Regions from separate parts of the Cricetulus griseus genome. Here region 1 is linked to region 2. Evidence: chromatin contacts called from public Hi-C data. All regions are on one chromosome and are shown on one strand. Each heading gives the region's core, a stretch centred on a gene start, on an enhancer-like site or on the middle of the called end of the contact. The rest is flanking DNA. Distances are from core to core; before and after follow the strand shown. Region 1 has its middle 510 kb from the start of Qki. Region 2 has its middle 120 kb from the start of Qki.

What was found. Hi-C and Micro-C count contacts between places; a contact is called where the count stands out from the background.
Region 1: a Hi-C map of fibroblasts shows a contact between it and region 2, with 6 times the contacts expected there. The contact joins two enhancer-like sites. A contact is called at or near these places in 3 of 8 Hi-C or Micro-C datasets (the CHK-Q cell line, the CHO-K1 cell line and fibroblasts).

What each region holds. Positions count from the first base shown.
Region 1 is chr2:291,001,614-291,004,544 of CriGri-PICRH-1.0, forward strand. No RefSeq gene overlaps it. Among named protein-coding and RNA genes, the nearest start is that of Qki, 510 kb to the left of the region's middle. Within about 2 kb of position 1,293, at least 3 of the 6 cell types and tissues checked have open chromatin away from gene starts, as enhancers often do. A contact at or near this core is called in the CHO-K1 cell line and fibroblasts, where this site is marked.
Region 2 is chr2:290,607,813-290,610,733 of CriGri-PICRH-1.0, forward strand. No RefSeq gene overlaps it. Among named protein-coding and RNA genes, the nearest start is that of Qki, 120 kb to the left of the region's middle. Within about 2 kb of position 1,604, at least 2 of the 6 cell types and tissues checked have open chromatin away from gene starts, as enhancers often do. A contact at or near this core is called in the CHO-K1 cell line and fibroblasts, where this site is marked.

The DNA of each region.
Region 1 (2,931 bases), core at 43-2,542, 390 kb after region 2:
CCTTACAATGTGAATGAAGAGACAGACGATTGCAAGCAAATGTGGTTTGCTTCTGGGACGTATGGATCACACAACTATTGCAGAAAATTTTTGTTTTCCAGCATTGATTTTACCCAGAACAAATGTTTGAGTCGTCGTCGTCGTCGTCCCCCCACACCCCCAGCTCTAATTAAGAGCCTTTGTTCTGGTCATTTAGTCAAACCTTCTCTAGCCATGTGAGGGAATAGCCCTTCTCTTCACATATATTCTGTTTTCAGCTGTGCTTCCTGGGAAGTGTTGGGGATACTCAGTCACAGATAATTTTGAGACAGAAACGAGGAAACAGTAGCATGGCAATTTCACTAGTGACTGAAGGGATGGGGAGAGTATACAGAAGCCAGAAGCAGCTGCTGAACAGCTCATAATATTGTCTTCCCAGACTCTCCAAGGCAGCTGAGGGCCTAAGCAGAGAAACCAGATTTCTTCTGGGCACATATTACTCTTCTCCCCTTTGAAGGACATTGGATTCCCTTACAACCATGAAGGCCAGAAGCACGCTTACCATTAGAAAATAGCCCTGCAGTAAAAACTCTAACCTTGGTTAAACATACAGAGCACCATCCCACAGTCCCTGGTGATAAAGCACTAATGCACCAGAGTTATTAGGGTGGAATATATTGGCCACCTTTTGCAGAGTAGGACCTGGGGCAAAAAGAGCATAGCCCCTTGTTGGCAAGCAGAATGATTCCTACAGAGAGGGAGGGGACAGGAGTAATGGCCAGCTTGTTTTCCTCTGGTGTGCTCAATCTAGTCTGTACATATGTGCAGATCCATATTTAGAATTTGTCTAGGCAGAGAGTGTTGAGCCACAGTAGCTCTTGCTTGTCACTCGAAAGATACTGAGGAGAAAGGGGAAGTCCAAAGCCAAGTTTCTTATCAGGAGCTTGATTCTCTTCCTCCTCACAAATCTGCTAAGATGGAATCTGCCTGATGTGGAAATGAAGGCTGCCCGTCAAGGACATGGAGCGTTTGTGTCCTTCTCCCATGAGTGTCTGTCATATTGGCAGGCAGATGTGAGGCTCATGTGGGGCCGTGGTGGGTCAATAATGTCAATATGGTTTTGAGTTTACATTCAGCTTTCCTTTGACTAAAGAGATAGCTATTATGTATAATTAAGGCTTGGGAAATAGTGTCAGCAGTTTTCCTTAGAGAAATGAATGAGGAAAATAGCTGCAGGGGCCCAAGTCTGTGACAGCGGCTGGCTGTAACTCCAGGCTACACTGCTTGCTGCCCAGGAGATGTGAGCTGTTTCCCTGGAATGAGTGTATTCAGGAGCTTCTCCCTTCAGGGCATTCTTCTGCACCCCCTCTTAGAAGAGTCTAAATCCAAGAGACTGCCTAGTTACAGTTAAGGCTAAGGTTTCAATCCCAAAGTCCCTCCCTGCTCTGAACACCACAGTGACCTGTCACCTCCATTCCAAAGCTAACTCTCTGAGAATAGCCTCTGGCAGCCTCTCTGTCTGTGTCCTTGATGGTCAGCCATGTGTGACCTCATGTGGCTGCCTGGAACTGAGGCTGGCGGTCCCAGGAAGGTCCGGTGTCTTCAGTGAGCACCCCTGTCTCTACCAGATCAACATGATTCCAGAGTGGCTCAGAGGAGTGTGAAGCTGTGAACGTGAGAAAGTCACTGTTCTACTGGTTCCCAGTTTCTTCCCCAGATCTGGTGACCCTGAGAACCCTTTGGCAGCATTCTCCTGGCTCCCCCTAGTGGCCCAGGGAACCACAGCCAAAATTATTATTACTTTTTGATATACAATTGTATCATTGTCCATTCTCAGTCCTCTTTCTAAACCCTCCCAAGTACCCCTCCTTGCTTTGTTACTTGATGATATGCCTAAGGAAATTCCTTGGCAACGTCTTTCTGCAGGGCCCCACAAATTTTAGGGCAACTGGGACCACCCTGATTCTAAAGCCCAGTGCCTGGGGTCCTGGGAGCTTTGGTGTTTTTCTGTACTATATCCCCATAGTCATGTTTCCTGCAGGAACCTTAGAGGCCACTTGATTGTGAGGTTGTACTGGGAGAATCTCGTCTTTGGATTTGTTTTTTAAAGACCACATGAGTCTACACTGTCCTAAAACTCATCTTGTAACCCAGGTAGGGTTCAAGTTTGAATGACTGTCTGCCTTAGCTTCCTGAGTGTTGAGTAGCATTGCGACCTATGGTGGCAGCCTGTTTTAATGGGTAGTCCTAAAAGGTGAGAGAGCCTTCAACTCTGACAATGGGTCTTGTGCCAGTCCTAAACCTTCCAGATTTCTGGCAATTTGGATAGAATGTTTCATGGACATCACTGAAATGATTCTGATTTACAACCACACGGTTTTCAAATACCTGCAAGGTACTATATCACCACAGATGAACCAAACCAACAAACATCACCACCAACCCTCACCACAGCCGCCATCACCACCAACCCTCACCACAGCCGCCATCACCACCATCCTCATCAGTCATGAACTTCAACACAGTCCTCACCATCAACCTCACCACAGCTGCCATCACCATCCACACAGTCCATCCTCAGATTGAGCACAGGGCTGGAGTTGCAAGATCTCTGATGTGGCTGAGAATTTGTATATATTTTTAAAGAAGAGTAAGCAAGTTAAGTTTATTGTGAAGAAAAGTTGTGTCTCTCTGCAGCAGAGGGTACCACAGAGGAGGAGGCCTGAAATAGGTTCCCCTGGGGTAAGTTTTAACCATCGTTTTCCTCTGAAATTGAATTTTTTCTTTACTGGAGAAGAGTTTTCTATTAGACCCAACTTAAAGAACCTTTGTTAGGGAATGGGATGAGGGCATGGGAAGGGGCACTTTGGGGTTGGCAAGTATGGAGCCTCTTGATTCAGGCTGGACTGAGAGCCCGGCTCCAATGTTTACTGAACCATTGTATGATCCTTA
Region 2 (2,921 bases), core at 354-2,853:
GTTATCTGTAGCTGGTGCTCAATGCTGAATCAAACTGGTTAACCTGAAACAGGATGCACTCCTTTCTTTGTTCTGCTGTACTAATTGCCAGGGATTGGGAGAGGAGGAGCAGCAACTAATCCATGCTAGGGAGATGTGGGCAGCCGGTTCTTAGAACGGTGACATGATAAAGTGCAGGTCACATTACTTGAAGCTTGCTGCCCCTTGAAGAGACACTGGCAAGCACTGGGATAGTCTCAGCCCCCAGGGTAAACATTACTTTATATATCTCTAAAGGTTTTGTTATTAAAAGATTTGAGCCAAATATATCTATTGTGGGTTATAGTACATTGGTATGCAGAAAATTCTTGAACTTGTGGAAATTGTGTGTATATATATGAATTCATATATATGTGTGTGTATGTATATATGTATATATTTGTGTGCAGAATAGTGTTCCCAAATCACACATGAATGGAAAACTGCAAACGACTGTACACAAGGTACAATAAAACCTGGACAGTATGCATGTGCTGCATCTTCTCAAGCCAAAAGAATGAGTTAAAAGTGTGGCCTCCCCCCTCCAGACACAAATACCAAAGTAAAGTAAAGAGCACATTTAAGTTTTTATTGATCCTTTAAACACTGCTTAGAAAATTTAAGAATCTCACATTCTAGAATTCTTAGCAGATCACTGTTTAAAAGACAACGGAAATCAATGAACTACTATGTGGTCCTTGGCTGGTCTGTGCATCCAAAATACCACGTGCCTTTAGAAAAACATTGGTACAGTTTTTAGGTATTTTTGTAAATGTAAGAATTTCTTTGAAGAGGGCTAAGGATGTATCTCACTTGGTAGGGTTGCTAGCTTATCATGCATACCTACCACCATAAGCAAAAAGCATTGCTTATCAAATCTTAGTCTCAATTTATATGTGAAAATGACTAATATTGGTATCTTAAGCAAAGTGGAAGAGCTGCTAAGATTTCTCCCAGTAGCTTGATACCATTAAAAGCTTCCTTTGACAACTCTGTACTTTAAGGTAGCCAATTTTTCTTGTTATGCTTGTGTAAGTTCCTTTGCCCTCTATCTGCTTAATCACTGGGAGGGTACCCTTTTCATACACCTCCAATGGCAGCTAGCTGGCAACCATGGTACCAGGTATATAGACTGGCAGACCTGATCTTTTGATGATTTAGCAGATGTTAAAAGTCTAAAGATTTGAGTTATCCCCAAATCTTCTCTTCAAAGATCATAATCTCACATTAGTTGTAAGCCAAATGTTTTCCTTGTCTCAAAAATATTTTTTGTTAACCCCACTGCCACTCCTTAAGGTACCTAGATTCACACACTACCAGCTGTTTGCATTATCTGCCCAGGTTCAGAAATATGATTTGTATCTTTAGACACTACCCTTCCTTCCAAAATTTTGAGTCATGCCATACAGATCTTAATGTCTTCCTGGGGTGGGGAGAATCAGATGAATGTGATCTGTGAGTTGGTTGAGAATCTTACTACTGGGAAGTGACTCAACAAGTAACATGCTTGCCCAGCTACCGAGAAGTGACTCAACAAGTATCATGCTTGCCCAGCTACCCTGACAACCTGGATTTGATCCCTGCAACCCATGGTAGGAGAGAACCAAATGCTGTCTTTAACCTCAACATGGGTGCAGTGGCATGCACAACTCACACATACCACAAATACAATAAATATTTAAAAACCACTGTCATTCATACAATGTTTATGTCTTACAGTGAAGATCATATTAGCTGGGTGTCACTTGGGGATTTCTGCTTTTTTAAATTTCAACTAGTCTGGCTACAAAACTGTGTGCATAGACTGATTAAATTTAAGTGTATCAGCATCTCTTGGGTGAAAATGTATTACTCTGTTTTATGCCCCGCTTACATAGTGGTTACTTAATTGGATACTGATGAAAAAGTTATTGGTTGAACTGAATGGGAGCAAAGTGAGAAAAGTATTCACAAGTTTTTTCGAAGTACTGAGTTAGTCTTGTAATTTTCAGGATCATTCATTTCAAACTTATATAATGACCTCAGCTATGCTTGACACATGTTTGAAAAGTTACTTTTGTACTGTAGAATTCTAAGTAATGCAGCCTATAAAACTGAAAACAGGTTAGTGGAAAGAGTATAAACATTGCAAGCAGATGCCCAAAAGTTAACTTTCAGGATTTCAGGTAGAAAATGTAAAACTTGAAATTAGTGGGTAAAGTGTAATATGAAAGATCTGAAGCTAAGTTTTAAACTGGCCTCTAACAGATACATAACTCAGCAGGAAAAGGCATTCACCACCAAGCCTTAAACCCAGATGGTAGAATACTTGACCCCGACCCCAAAGCTGTCCTTTGATTTCTACACACGGGCTGTGGCATGCACACACACATAAAAGTTAGTATCAAAAAAAAAAAAAAAAAAAAAAACACGAGATAAGCAAGTCCAACAGTCTGATCTTCACAGAATTAGTAGTCAGCTCTTAGGTTTTGATTACAATCAGGACAGTCAATTTCAAAAGAATGAAAAAAAAAAAAACTAAGAAAAAGTGGCCTGCCCTTGGTGAGATCTAATGGTTTAAAGTGAGATATTATTCCCATATTGCTCTTGGTTTATGATACAAGCTGTCTTGCATGGGGAAAAGGGAACGAGATTTTTCCTTTAAGTTTTGCTTTCTGTTCTCCAAAGGGACATGGCTTTTATGAACTCTCAGTCACTGGTAGGCTCATCTCCACTAATTATTCTGTACATTGTCAGCTGATTGAAGAGCTATTTGTTTATGCTGAAGCTTCCACCAAGAAATATCAGCCCCACTTGTGCACTCACAAAGCCGGTGTGTCCACATTTTTTCCAGACTGAGTAGTCCACATAACTTGGGTTACATCTGAAACATGACACCCCAGTCAGATGGAGCCCCAGCCTAA